Regions from separate parts of the Mus musculus genome. Here all the other regions are linked to region 2. The links are chromatin contacts, called in public Hi-C and Micro-C maps. All regions are on one chromosome and are shown on one strand. The core of a region is the stretch at or near the end of the contact, and the rest is flanking DNA. Distances in the headings are between cores, read along the strand shown.

The links. A called contact is a pair of places that touch in the nucleus more often than the background predicts.
Region 1: a contact with region 2 is called in a Micro-C map of embryonic stem cells, with 4 times the contacts expected there. The contact joins the promoter of Gbx1 here to the enhancer-like site in region 2. A contact is called at or near these places in 2 of 39 promoter capture datasets (pre-B cells and stem cell-derived epiblast-like cells), 1 of 15 datasets of contacts at CTCF or cohesin (embryonic stem cells), 5 of 484 Hi-C or Micro-C datasets (all in embryonic stem cells) and 2 of 115 datasets of contacts at active chromatin or transcription factors (both in embryonic stem cells).
Region 3: a Hi-C map of embryonic stem cells shows a contact between it and region 2, with 3 times the contacts expected there. The contact joins the promoter of Wdr86 here to the enhancer-like site in region 2. A contact is called at or near these places in 2 of 39 promoter capture datasets (neural stem cells and pre-B cells), 2 of 15 datasets of contacts at CTCF or cohesin (embryonic stem cells and large pre-B cells), 11 of 484 Hi-C or Micro-C datasets (cardiomyocytes, cerebral cortex, embryonic fibroblasts and 4 more) and 9 of 115 datasets of contacts at active chromatin or transcription factors (embryonic basal ganglia, embryonic limb bud, embryonic stem cells and 2 more).
Region 4: a contact with region 2 is called in a Hi-C map of reprogramming fibroblasts, with 9 times the contacts expected there. The contact joins the promoter of Abcf2 here to the enhancer-like site in region 2. A contact is called at or near these places in 3 of 39 promoter capture datasets (the C10 cell line, embryonic stem cells and pre-B cells), 1 of 484 Hi-C or Micro-C datasets (reprogramming fibroblasts), 1 of 115 datasets of contacts at active chromatin or transcription factors (memory CD8 T cells) and 1 of 9 other capture datasets (liver).

What each region holds. Positions count from the first base shown.
Region 1 is chr5:24,525,361-24,528,869 of GRCm38.p6, reverse strand. Gbx1 (gastrulation brain homeobox 1) reads left to right here and starts at 2,022. Exons shown (of 2, transcript NM_015739.2): 1 at 2,022-2,759. The coding sequence starts at 2,054.
Region 2 is chr5:25,008,626-25,012,205 of GRCm38.p6, reverse strand. The region is part of intron 3 of Prkag2 (protein kinase, AMP-activated, gamma 2 non-catalytic subunit); the gene reads left to right. Among named protein-coding and RNA genes, the nearest start is that of 1500035N22Rik, 25 kb to the right of the region's middle. Within about 2 kb of position 1,650, at least 106 of the 459 cell types and tissues checked have an H3K27ac peak or open chromatin away from gene starts, as enhancers often do. A contact at or near this core is called in cerebral cortex, embryonic stem cells, neural stem cells and 2 more, where this site is marked.
Region 3 is chr5:24,729,319-24,732,527 of GRCm38.p6, reverse strand. Wdr86 (WD repeat domain 86) reads left to right here and starts at 1,848. Exons shown (of 6, transcript NM_001081441.1): 1 at 1,848-2,347. The coding sequence starts at 2,185. It overlaps Gm42231 (a long non-coding RNA gene), which reads right to left and starts at 1,538. Exons shown (of 2, transcript XR_880885.3): 1 at 1,462-1,538. RefSeq lists an enhancer at 685-1,974.
Region 4 is chr5:24,575,265-24,578,725 of GRCm38.p6, reverse strand. It overlaps Abcf2 (ATP-binding cassette, sub-family F (GCN20), member 2), which reads left to right and starts at 1,259. Exons shown (of 14, transcript NM_013853.2): 1 at 1,259-1,379; 2 at 1,999-2,207. The coding sequence starts at 2,039.

The DNA.
Region 1 (3,509 bases), core at 773-3,272, 480 kb after region 2:
TAATTGCAGTAATTGTAGCTCAAAGTTCCCTCCATAATTCATCAAGTCAATAAGCCTCTATTACATATCCAACACTGTAAAGCCATCAAATCGAGAGCTTGACCTCTCCTTTCTTAAGTACAATACACTTTTGAAGTCTGGTCTTCACCATCAGTACAGGGAAGGCTTGGCTAACTTAACAAAGCTTGCTTAGAAGACTATCTTTAGCCAAAGATGAGCTCTAGTTGTTTATTTGAGCTGCAGTTCCCAGACCTTAGCTAAAGCACCCGAGTTTTCTCTAAGGCGGCATCTCCCCAGCCTGTCTCTGTGTTCATTGGGAGAATGTAGAGTCCAAAGCATATCAGGACTGTGCAGCCTTGACACCATCTTCTTTTCACTTCTCTGATGAATTCAGAAAGCAAGACCTCCCTCCTCTCCTCCCATTCAGAGGGTCTCACTGTGTACCCCAGGGTGGCCTGGTCCCAGGTTCAGACTGGCCTAGAACTCCCTAGGTAGCTGAAGATGACCTTAAATTTCTGATCTTCCTGCTTCTGAATATCAGCAAGAGTTACCACAAAACCAGTTCAAGCCTTATCTTACTTAATCCTGCCTTAGTGCTACCCTGCTGACATCACTGTGACAATAGCTCTGCTCATTAGCTAATAAAATACTTCTGCTTGGGACAAATGTCAGAGACCCAGCAGTCCCTTCAGCCCAGCTCTGTCCTCTTTGGGAGCTCAGTAGGTTTTCCTCTATATCTAAATAGGACCACTCGCACGCCTAAACTACATCCTGTTGAATTTGTCTGGCTTTGCTATTGCTCCTTTAGACTGTGAGGCTCTTCCTGACCGCACCTGAATAGTTCCCTAGTCCAAAGGCTGCACTTTTGCTGGACAGGCTTGCTCTCCATTTGCAACTTTGAGCCTCTCTTCTTGCTTGTCTTGTTCTCACTCTCTGACCTGAGGTGCTTATGCAGCCAAAAGCCAATGACTTTTGCCTCTAGAACGACAAGTCTGTTGCTGGGAATCAGAGGAGGGGGACAGTCAAGGCGGAATGGGGGAGGTGAGCAGAGTCATCTGCAATTAGCAGATAATTAGCGCTGCTGACCCTTGGGGCTCATCAGCGCTCCTAGGGCCAGCCCCCAGCAATCAGCCAGGGCAGGTCGAGAGTGTCAGGCCCGAGAATGAATAGGGCTCATCAGACGCGCTGGAGCCAGGGAGCCAATCAGGGAAATTAATGGGGAGAGAGAGAGAGAGAGAGAGAGAGAGAGAGAGAGAGAGAGAGAGAGAGAGAGAGAGAGAGAGAGAGAGAGAGAGAGCAGGGAATGAGAAAATAGACTGGGATAGAGAATCAAAAAGAGAGGAATAGGAATTTTAAAGGCGGCTAAAAGAGAGGAAAGTGAGAGGAAGAAAAAGAATGGAAAGGGTGGGAGAGAGGTGGATGGGGAAAGGTGAAGGAGGGGGAAGGGTAAGTACTTGGCCCTGTGTGGGCACCCAGGAATTCCCGCATAAGCGAGAAGTTGGAGATGGAGGAGAAATGAGGGAGAGGGAGCGAGAGCCAGAGCTTAGAGAACCGAGTCCCAGGCAGAGAGTGCGAAGGCACTGGGAAGACAGTAGGAAAGCGGTCGCCCACGAGTGGCCCCGGGCGCGCACGGGGCCCTGGGCGGAGAGCGCGCCCCCTGCTGCCCCGCGCCGCATCGGGGCTCCTAGGGATCGCCACTCGGTGCGCCCCGAGTCGCTCCTGGCGTCCTGCGCACCCCCGCCCCGCCCTGCCGCGCTCCTCTCGCCCTTCGAGCCGCGCCGAGCCCGGGCCGCGTGGGCTGAGCCGGGAGCACGTCCGGGCGCGGGGAGAGGACCTAGCCAGCTGCCGCCGCCGCCTCCTCGCCCGCCGCAAACTTTCACAAAGCCGCGGGTCCGGCCTCATCAATCTGCATTAATAATAGTTGGTTGGGCCGCGGGGGGCGGGCGGGGTCCCGGGCCGGCCGGGCCACTGAAAAGGCGCGGGGCGCGGGGCGCGGGAGCCGGGAGCGGCGGCGGGCGGAGGGAGCAAGTGAAGCGTAATTTGAGGAAGATGGATGAGTCCGGAGGGCGACACCCCCAACCCGCCCGCCCGCCCCCTCCCTCCTTATGAGCGAGAGAGCGCGGCGCCGGAGCCACACTGCGCCGAGCCCGCGCCCCGCCGCCACCTCGGCCCGCGCGCCCGCAGCGAGCCCTGCGTGTCCGCGCGGGGCGCACGGCGGGGCCCGGGCAGCGCCATGCAGAGAGCGGCAGGCGGCGGCGCCCCCGGGGGCAGCGGCGGGAGCAGCGGCGGCCCCGGCGCCGCCTTCTCCATCGACTCGCTCATCGGGCCGCCGCCGCCGCGCTCGGGCCACCTGCTCTACACCGGCTACCCCATGTTCATGCCCTACCGGCCGCTCGTGTTGCCGCAGGCGCTGGCCCCCGCGCCGCTGCCCGCCGGCCTGCCGCCGCTCGCCCCGCTCGCCTCGTTCGCCGGCCGCCTGAGCAATACCTTCTGCGCGGGGCTGGGCCAGGCGGTGCCCTCGATGGTGGCGCTGACCACTGCGCTGCCCAGCTTCGCAGAGCCCCCGGACGCCTACTACGGGCCCCCGGAGCTCGCCGCCGCCGCCGCCTCCACCGCCTCGCGAAGCAACCCGGAGCCCGCGGCCCGGCGCACTGACGGAGCGCTGGACGCTGAGGAGCTGCTGCCCGCGCGCGAGAAAGTGACTGAACCTCCGCCGCCCCCGCCTCCGCACTTCTCTGAGACTTTCCCGAGTCTACCGGGTAAGTGCTGGGACCGACACGGGTTTGACCGTCAGGAAGTCCCAGATCCGAGACCGGTCCAAAACTCCCGCCATCTGCTTGGAGCCCTGGAGTGCCGGACTCCAGATCGTACGCGGTGTTCAGTAGTGGACATCTCCAGGTCCCAAAGCCCTGCTCTTGCCCCGGAGCGCCTGAAGTCTCACCGGCAGTACGTTTCTCAAGGCATTATAGTCCACAAACCTCGCCCCATCTCTTTTTCAGAATCCCTTCGTTTTTTCTCCTCTCAAAGGTTGTATTCTTGAGGGCCTCAGCAGGACCCTAGGGTGACAGCATGTTAGGGTAACTGTCAGCTTAGTATGTGGGGACACGGTCTGAATCGACCCCTCAACACTCAACGATGGGAATGGGCTTTCTGGATGCAGGGCCTGGTGAGCCTGTGGCTTCCTTCACCTTAGCAGAGGTCGCTCTCAAAACTGGAGAACCAGGGAGGGTGCTGGACCAGGGCTGGCCAGGACTGGAAATGCTAAAGGCTGGCAGAACTGGGTGTGGCATAAAGACTTGGGAGTTGAGAATCCTGCTAAGATTCAGCTGAGCCATCATTTAAGAGCCCTGAGCTCTCCCCGGGAGGATGCCTTCTCCACAGAAACAGGGTGTAGTAAACGAACCCAATCAGACTCCATTCCCTTGAAGCCCTCTTGTCCTGACCTCAGTATCTACTCTAGAGCGGTTTCCTAGCCTGGAAGAGCCAGGTGTGCCGAGATCAAGGTTTCT
Region 2 (3,580 bases), core at 401-2,900:
CTCTGAGCCTCCCCTCCCACCTTAGTTTATCTCTTAAAAAGTTCATCTTTGAGTGTGTGTGTGTATGTGTGACATGTCTGTGTGCATATGCATGTATGTGTGTCTATGTGACATGTGTGATGTATGTGTTGAGTGTATTACATGTGTATCTGAGTGTGAAAGTGATTTGTATGTGACATGTTTATGTGACATGTATGTATCTTTGACTTATGTGTGTACATGTATGTGAGAATGACTTGTGTATGATGTGTTATTGTGACGTGTATGTATCTGTGACACATGTGTGTGCATGTGTACATGTGTGCGTACATGCCTGTGTCTGTGTGTATACACACATATGGAGGCCAGAGGTAAACTTTAGATATCATTCTTCAGTTATTGTCCACCTCATCTTCTGAGATGGGTTCTTTTCATTGGCCTGGAGCTCCCACGTGGTGTTTCTGGTTGGCCATTGAGTCCCAGGGGTTCCCCATCTCCCCCCTCTGAGCTCTGAGATTGCAGTGCACCCTACATGTGGGTATCAAGCTCGAGTTCTCATGCATGCACAGCAAGCACTTCGTCAAGTTGGTTGTCTACTTAGCCCTAAAAAGTTCATCCTGTCATCTGAGATGAGCTGAGATGTCTTGTGCTACATTTAACCACTTGGGGCAGCCACTGCACCATCTAAGTCTTCACCACATTCAAGGAGCGATGCCTTTACTACTGGCCTCCTTTCCACCTTTGTTTTCTGGATCTTTTCTTACATCTAATTTCACTCACACAGTGTGGGGGTGTGTAAAATGAGAGAGCATAGCTGGGGTCCCGTTGTCCTGGGCCTGTCCCATCAGTTGCTTACATTTTTCCTGGCTTTTTGGTACTGTGGCCACTAGGGGGTGCTATAGCCTCACATGCTGAACCTTGAGCAGGCGCTGCTGTGAGAAAAAAGCAGGAACCGTCCCTGCACGTGTCTCGTCCTAGCAGAATCAGGAGGCCAAAAGGAAGGTTCACACCTCTGGCACTGGGCAGGCCACAGCAAACAAGCTGATCCCTGCCATCCTGGAGGCAAGCGGGACATACGTGGCCAAGGCATCACCATGCTGTGTCAAGTGCTGGGAAGAAAATCAGAAGGGTGACGGGGTGCTAGGTGTAGGGGAGTCAGGGGCAGCCTCTCTGATGGGAAGGAGTCAGAGAGGGCTCTGCTGGACAGCCCAAAGATGGCGTGCCAGGCAGGAGAATGCAGGGCATTTTTTTCCAGTCCTGAGGAAAAGAGCTAGCCAGCTAGCTACAGGTGAGGTCAGGAAGGTGGGGCCTCAATGGTGGAGCCCAGGGCTCTTTAAATGAATGGTTGGGAAAGCCAGAGGAAGGGTGTGCCCTTTGCATAAGCTTGTGTGGCTGCTGCTCAGACTACAGCTGGGACTGAGGGCCATCCGAGAGCCACTGAAACAGACCTGACATCAAGCCAATGGGCTCCAGCCTCCCTGGGGACGTCACTTCAGGCTTGTTTTCCTCTAGAAACTCTTGCTTAACTATGCTTGGCTTAAGCCGTCCTCCTGTGTGTGAGCTGAACTCTTACCACAAATCCCTCTGCAGTCTGTTGCCTCCTGACTGGCTTCTCTCGCTCCTCTCTTTGGAAACCACGCGCTGGGCTTGACTCTTCTCTCAGCTCTTCCCGTCTCACCCACTCTACCGCCACCATCCGGCCAGTCCCAGTTAGTGCATGGAGGGCCACCCACAGCAGAGCTCTAGCCTCAGGGCTGACAGTGGAAGGCACTGTAACCTGGAGGCCTGTTGCCTTCTGCGCTCTGTTGGGCTGAGACCAAGAACTCAGCTCCTCTTGTTCCTTTCCCTTCTCCTGCAGATCAGAATCGTCCTGACTGAGGTTTAGACTAAGATAGACTTTACAGCTAGCATGAAAACAAGTAGCAGCTGATGATGCATGGTGTGGCAGTGGCACTGGGACCTGAGATGGAAACATTGGGTCAGCTCCTCCAGCCCCACTGAGCAATACACAGAATCTTGTCTTAATAGCACACTGACGTTGCTGATGGAACTGCTTTGGGGCCTTATCTTTGTCCCACTAGGAAAAAAAAAAGGAATAAAAAAATCTCTGTCCTGGGTTCCACCTCTTCTGATTACACAAAGGCTGTTCCAGCCCTCAGATTAACACAGCCCTCAGCAAGACAGGTGGAAATCAAAAGATGGAGAACACACCCTGGCCCCTGGGCTATTTGCATCTGTGGGATACTTGAAAACCTGCGAACAAGTCATGCAAATGAAGCCAGCGGCTTCCCTGCTGCTCGTTTGAATTCTTAACTGCTGTTTGCAGTAAGAGATACATTGGAGAGCTTGGGGGGTGATTCAGTTCTGTGTGCTGGGAGTCTGAGTTCAAGTCCCAGAACCAAGGTAAAAAAAATCTAGGTGAGTGTGGTAGCAGCCTGGGAGGAGAGGAGGCTGGGAGGAGACCAGAGGACCTCTAGGACTTGCTGGCCAGCCAACCTCAACTAATTTAGTGAGAGACTGTCTCAAAAAGCAAGGTGGATGGAGCCTGAAGGACGGCTGAGATGATGGCCTCCAGATACCACAGTTACACCCCTGTACACACATTCCCTTCCCCATCCCTGCCCCTGCCCCCCTCTGCCTTGTGAACACACACACACACACACACACACACACACACACACACACGATGTTGTCATCCAGCATAGAACCCCCTTCTCATGACACGGGATTTCCTCTGGAATCTCTTCGTTGTCTCTGATTTTAGCATGCTTTATCAGATAAGACCGCTGATTTTTATGATCTGGGTGGAGAGAGTGATTGCAGTCTGGAAAATACAACCCCAGATGGTCAGAGACGTAGAGATGAGTTTGAAAGGCCTGCCAGTTGAGTCTGGCTAGGGTGTGGAGAGTGGGACTGGCAAGATGCACTCTGGCCAGAGATGGAGAAGTATCTTTCCTTGCTCAGTCTTGACCGAAGTCAGATGTACAGACCACCAAAGGAATGTCATTGCTGTGTGTGGTTACAGTGCTCCAGATCTTCCAGGAAGACTAAGTAGAGGGACTGGACATCCCCCCCACCCCCACCCGCTTGCTCTGAGTGTGGCTCTTTATCAGAGTGTGTGCCTTCACAGCCTTTGAAATTCAAATGAGCTTGCAGAGAAGTTTATTTAACTTAAGACTTCAGCCCCTTTCACACCACTGCGGCATTGGAACCCAGACAGCCCTTCTTTTATAGCCCAGCAACTGGGAGTTTATTTTTCAAATAAAAGTCTGTTTTCCCATAAAACGCTGAAGGTTTCGTGCAGTGCAGGGGAGGAGTACACCCCAGTTTTCAAGGCTTCAGTTTGGAGTCTGCAAGTCTACAATTTACACGCCAAGGGCTTTCCCGGGACTGAGGGGGCCCTGCCCCGGCTTGCCCTGCAGAACAAACTCGGGGCAGTGGGGCAGCCTATGTGGACCAAAGGGCCACAGAGCAGGAACCAACGGGCTAAGGCTTTATAAACTGGAGTAAGTTCGCTCCTCTAGCCCCAGGGTCTAGACTCACAGCTCTGCACCAGCTCCAGCACCTTCTCCTGAAGACACCTCTCTCATCCCCTGCCTCT
Region 3 (3,209 bases), core at 599-3,098, 280 kb after region 2:
GCCCGACTATGAGGATTCGATAATGATAAGAACTCTTCATCTTGGATGGAGGCAGTTGACTATAATCTGTGGGCTCTGGGATTGGTGGCTAAGGGGCTGAGGACGCACAGGTGGTTTTCTGGGGAGTAGAGGGCAAACCACAAGTGTAGATGTCCCATTGTGCTCATACTATTGGTTTACAAACAATTACACTAGACTTCTGCCAGGGACCTAGCAACAGTCAAGTCATCATCAGCGGGTGGCCTGGCAGCTTGTAAGAGACTCTTACCTCTACTCCCTCACCCCGCTCTTTCTCTCTTCCCATGTGTTCCCTGCTGGCCTCTCTTTCTGTCCTTTGTCTCCACTTCTCTGCCTTGTGGCTCTGTCTGCCTCTACCCCTCCTCCAGGTCCTAGCTCCCCTCGCCTCCTCCTAAATAAACCTCTCTTATACCATGTCTGTCTCGTAGTGTGTTTTCTCAGGGGTACACTTTGGTATGAGACTGCCAGGGACCCCCTACTCCTGCCGCTGCATTATATTCATAACACATACCACGTGACCCCTTGGAAATGTAGCTGCCCTACCTGACCCACTGCTGGCCAAGCTCTTCGAGGCTGTGAATGTGTTCATGCCACCTAGTCCTGGCTGTTCCCTAAAATCTTTTACAAGTCTTCCTCCTGAGAATGCAGGTCCCTGCATCCTCTGGCTCCTCTCTAGGTGAGCAGTCTCAGTTTCCTTATCCCACACCTCAGCATGCAGGACGCTTGCTCTAGGGTGCCCACTGCTCACACACTCCTACTCCCGCTGAGCTCTCCTGTGCAGCCAGCTACCCACCAGTCTTCGCACCGGGATGATGCAAATGCCTTCTAAAGGTCAGCGTACCAGATGAACTCAGGATGGGCCCTTAGTGGGCACTCTGGCTCCTGAGTCCTCTACCCTTCCTGTACTCACCAGCTCCACATTCCAGATCCCATCAAAACACTCCTTAACACCCTCAGCTGGCTCCTCAGTGTCTCCTAAGCTGATTGAGAGTTTGGAGAAAGAAAAAAGCCCATGTATTTGGTTGCGCCACTGCCACTCGGGGAATGAAGCCGGCTGTGCCGCGGGACCCATTCTGGGGTTTTCTTGGAATTGAATGGGGTCATCCAGAGTGATTAAGGCAGGTCATCACATCACCCCGAGGGCCGCCTCCTCTAAACCATCTCTTTCCAGCCTTTCTTTCTGGACTCCAAAAAGAGCCCTGGAGGGTTCGAGAAACTCTGCGATCTTTAGGACCTGGAGGATCAGAGTTGGGGGTCACCCTCCCCGCCCCCAGCAAAGTCAGCACCCGGAACTGCTCTAATAGGAACCAGCCGACTGAGCTCCGGGAGGGCTGCGGGCTGGGTATAGGATTCCTGCAGAGCTCAGTGGGACCTCAAAGGCGCGCGCCCAGCTGGGGGTGGGGTGGTGATGGGTGGAAGGGCGAACCTGACCTCTGGTCTTACCTCCAACCCCCAACGGCCAGGATCCAGCCTGGCCCAAGTAGAATTTGGGGTGTGCTTGTTATTTCCCAGAAAGGGCGTACTCGGGGTTCCGCAGCTTCTGCCCTTCATCGGGGGTCTCCTAAGACTCCAGACTCTTCGGTCCACCTCCTTCTTGCCTTGGGCTCTGGGGACAAGGTCAGCGAGAGTGACAGGGAACAGAATCCAGCCTAGGCAGTTGGAAGGGTCGTACATGAAGCACGTGGAAACGGTCCCCAACGAGGGACCCGGATAGCTTCTAAGTTCTGTTCCCGGAGGACGACCAGGGAGTCTTGGGGTGGGGGTTGGCGCGCGGCCCGAAAAGTGGGAGGGGACAGGTTGGGGGGTGGTCTCTGAGGAGGAGCCAGGCTGGATTGTATTGTTCCGCGCTCCGCTTCTCGGGTTCTTCTACCGGCTTCAGACCTGGTGGGCTCCTCTGCGCAGAAGCGCCCACCCCTCCTGAGCCCCGAGAAGGTTCTGAGTAGGGGAGGTCTCACCTGGGTCCTTGCATCGGAGCTGAGAGAGCGGAGGACACCGGTGGAGAGTCATAATCCTTGTTCCCCGCCGCACCTCGAGCCTTTGCAGGAACGAGGCGCTCTCCCACCCCCCACGATGGCCATTGCCTGGCCGAGCCCGGCCAGGACCACGAGCGGACGCTGGAGCGCCGCTCTCTAGCCGGGCTCAGCGCCTCTTTACCCCAGGCCAGCGATGGGGAGCAGCGGGTCGGCTCTGAGGGTCTGTGCGGACCACCGCGGGGGCATCAACTGGCTGAGCCTGAGCCCCGACGGGCAGCGCCTGCTGACGGGCAGCGAGGACGGCACAGCCCGCCTCTGGAGCACCGTGGACGGCCAGTGCTGCGCGCTCCTTCAAGGTAGATGGGCGCGCGTGCTCGCGACCTTTCCCGCCTCTTCACGCTCACCTGCACCGCACCCAGACCTCACTCTTCCGGGCCCCGCAGCCCCCTTCTGGAAGAGTAGGGCTCTAGCTCCTGCTCATCCAGGAGCTCCCCCAGCCCTTGAGCTCTTGGCGGGAAGCCGTGAGGAGCCCGAGTGTGTGGGTCGCACCAAAGCGCGCACCCCAATGAAAGATCCTTTTGTCAACCAGTCCCATGAAATCCTTACACGGAACCGGTGTTACCATGTTAGGGACTTGCCCAGGGCTGAAGGGCACCCTTGAGACTTGAACCCCCACTCCTCCCCACCCCCAAGCTCCTTGTTGGCCTCATTTCAAGTATGGCCAGAAGAAAGAGGATTGGTTCAAACTTCTGGGGAATAGGGAAGTCTATCTTGCATATTTGAAATGAAACGAGAACTATCATGCACGGAAATGCATAATGTGTCTTTCGTATCCACCTGTTGATTCATATTCTGTTCACTCTGGCCAGCCTTGTCTTGGGTGCTCCCACCCTGCATTATGGGGTGCCCCTGGCCGGCTGCTGGCCTTTGCAGTCGCACATGCGGACTAGAGGAGGCATGCCAAGGTTTTTGCACAGGTACCGCTCCTTATCTTCAGCTTTTCCTCCCTGATCAGCAAATGCTGGGTGGCCTGGCCCAAGCCCTTCCAGTGAAACAGTTACCTTCAAAACTGCTTCATTCCTACGCTATCAGTTTGAAGTGAAAACAGTATAAGGTAGTTCATGGCTCCAAAGGGAGGAACATTGAATTGACAGGTATTTGGGAGCTGGTGTGAAGATGGGGAATTGGCTACAAAGTGGTCCATATTCTAACCTCCAC
Region 4 (3,461 bases), core at 10-2,509, 430 kb after region 2:
TTCTTTTCTTTTTTCTTTTTTTTTTTTTTTAAAGCTGTGTGTGTGTGTGTGTGTTACAAAGCCTCCTTTTACCTTCCTCCCTTTTCTTTCATTTATTTATCTATGTGTATGAGTACACTGTAGCTGTCTTCAGACACACCAGAAGAGGGCATCAGATCTCATTACAGATGGTTGTGAGCCACCATGTGGTTGCTGGGAATTGAACTCAGGATCTCTAGTAGAGCAGTCAGTGCTCTTAACTGCTGAGCCATCTCTTTAGCCCGTTTTCATCTTAAAATTAGTGTGCTGCCAAAGACACAGGGGGCAGGCTCTGAAGCTACTTGTGATGTCCACCCTCAATGATCTTCACGCCTAATTTCTATTTAGCTTGGCAACATGGTGACCTTAGAGGAAAAGGGGGTCACTTTCTGAGAATGCACTCAGGGGCACTAAGTTTGCTTCCTTCTGTGTCATCAGTGATGACACACCAGTGGACAGGACCCTGGACAGGTAGCAAGCAAGGGTCGTAGAGTTGTTTTGTGTATGAGGCTACAGATCTAGTTTATAATGTTCCTAACACTAAGTCTGCTTTAGATTTTAGACAGTGAGACTCAAAGGAAATGAAACAAGTCACAACTAAGTGTCCATAGAGCTAAACTCAGCAAAGTGGTCCTATACTTTAGATTTTTCCACCACATTCGCATGGCTCTGGTGGAACCCAGAAACTCTTGACTAAGATACCAAGGTTCAGCACAGCGTCTGGCACTTTCAAAAAGTTTCGTTAGCGATGGACGAGGCTCTCAATTTCGGTTCCATGAGACGAGGATGCCTTTCTCGAACAGAGTTCTGTTGGCGTGGTCTACAAAGGGTTACCTCACTTTCAGAGCCACCTGCCCAGCAGCAACTCGCTCTTCTTTCCCCTCCACCTTCTAACTCTCTTCTCTCATTGTTTGGTCTCGCACTCTTAGGACGCTGGCCGGGAAGCTTAGTCGCACTTCCTGCTGGTTAAACCAGTAGAGCAGCCTGGTAAATTTATCTGCTAGGGGTGGGGTATCCTTTGGGAGACCAGCCCACCTCTCCGAGGAGCAATCTGGGATTTGCAGTTTTCAGTTCTTCAAACCGGCTTGGTAGGACGGGCCTCTTGGACTCTAATCCTCCCCCAACCAGAATCATCGCGCGTTCTGATGCCGTCACTAGAACGGCGCAACACCTGGGAATCGTGGTAGTTCCGGAGGAGAGTCCCGCCCTAAGTTCTTACGATTTGAGAACTACATTTTCCAGAAGCCCTCGCGGCAGCGCGCCAAGGGCCGCCCGGGGCCGTGATTGGTTGGGGAGCCGGCCGCACGCGGAGGAGCTCAAGGAGCAGCTCTGTTGCGACAGAGGCCGAGCGGCGAGGCCCCGTGAGTTGAGGGGGAAGGGGCGCCGGAGGGGAGGAGAGTGTGGACCCGTGAGCAGGAAGCGGGAGGAGAAGCGGAAGGGAGCTCAGGGTCGGAATGGAAAGGGCCGAAAGGGAAAAGAACTGGCCCAGGCAGAGACGCCGGCGAGCGGGGTGTGGGGGAGGTTAGGGGCAGCGAGCGCAGAGACCCTTAGGGACCCGCTGGGGAGGACTCGTGGTTCCGGGAGAGAAACCGCGCCGCAGTCGGTGGGGTGGATGAGAGGGACGGAAGGGAGGTCCGGGACGAACTCCTGGCGAAGAACCGAAAAGGAGGCGGCTGGCAGAGGTGCGCGAGCGCCAAGTTCGGAAACTGGAGACGAGGGGCAGAGCGGTCCCTCACTAAGGCCCTGGGGGAAGAGCGCATCCGAGTGAAGCCGGCGGTGGGGATTGGCGCGCGAACCCCAAGGGAGGAGATGAGGCTGGAGGAGCGGTCGAGAGAGTGTGAGAAGCCCGGACAAAGTTGGCGGGGACAAGAGTTGGGCACCACAGGCTTGATAGGAAAATTCCAAGGAGGGATGGGATAGCACTCAGACATTCTTACCTGTAAGTTTAGAATTTTGGAGTATCTGTTTGCTTTTCTTCAGACTCCTGAAAGGACTGTAACTACCCCTGTGGCTCATCACCATGCCTTCCGACCTGGCCAAGAAGAAGGCAGCCAAAAAGAAGGAGGCTGCCAAAGCCCGACAGCGACCCAGAAAGGGACATGAAGAAAATGGAGATGCTGTCACAGAACCTCAGGTGGCAGAAGAGAAAATCGAGGAGGCCAATGGCAGAGAGACCACAGGAGATGGAGGTAGGTTGGGTGAGTTTCCTGAGCTGGTTTTCGAAGCCAAGATCAGAATCTGGATGCAGATGCATAGGCCTTTAATTCCAGCATTTGGGAGGCTAAGGTAAAAAGATGAAGGTTTGAGGCCAGGCTGTCCTCACATCCCCATCTTTTTAAACAGAGTAAAGCACCCACAGACACATGTCTTTATATGCCATGAAACTTTTTGGTGACACCCACACCCATAGAGTTAAAACTTGTTACTGATGAAGGAAACTGAATTCAAGTGGCAAACACAGATGGGAGTTTTTGATCTACCTTGGTTGGTGCTGCAGTAGACAATAAAAGGGAAGGCAACTTGTACTATTTCCTGTTTTTCTTCCTACCTATGGTGGTGAGTATACAGGCTCTACCATATGGTGCTGTCTTTTCTGGGGGGGGAGGCAGATGTTTGGAGATAGAAGGGTTTCTCTGTGTAACCCTGGCTGTCCTGGAACTCTGTAGACTAGACTTGCTTGAAATCATAGAGAGATCCACCTGCCCCTGCCTCCTAGCTGCCGGGATTAAAGGTGTGAGCCACCATCCCTGGCTCATATGGTACTCTTAATGTCACAGGGATAGTGATTATACCAATGAGTAATGTGTAACATATTGTTATATATCTTCATGTAATTTTTCTGATAATATATTTATGGTTTTGTTACTTAGGTTTAGGGGATTTATTGTAGCATTTTTCCATATTAAATAAGCTACTCACTCACACTGTAAACATAGTTTGCTCTCAGAAAATTTATTTTATTATTTCTTTCTCTCTTGCTCTGACAGAACACTCTGACTAAAATTAACTTGAGAGGAAAAAGTTCATTTCTTCTTATATTCCCAGGTCCTTTTTTTGTTGTTTTTGTTTTTTTTTTTCGAGACAGCCCTGGCTGTCCTGGAACTCACTTTGTAGACCAGGATGGCCTCAAACTCAGAAATCCACCTGCCTCTGCCTCCCGAGTGCTGGGATTAAAGGCGTGCGCCACCACCACTACCCAGCTTCCCAGGTCCATTTTTGAGGGAAGTCAGGCAAGGACTTTTGTTTTGTTTTTCAAGACAGTTTCTCTGTAACCACCCTGGCTGTCCTGGAACTTGCTTTGTAGACCAGCTGGCCTTGAACTCAGAAATTCTCCTGCTTCTTCCTCTGGAGTGCTGGAATTAAAGGCATGGGCCACTACACCAGGCATCAACTAGCTTGCTTATGTAGCACAGACCCACTCAGCTAAAGACTTCACTGCCTAC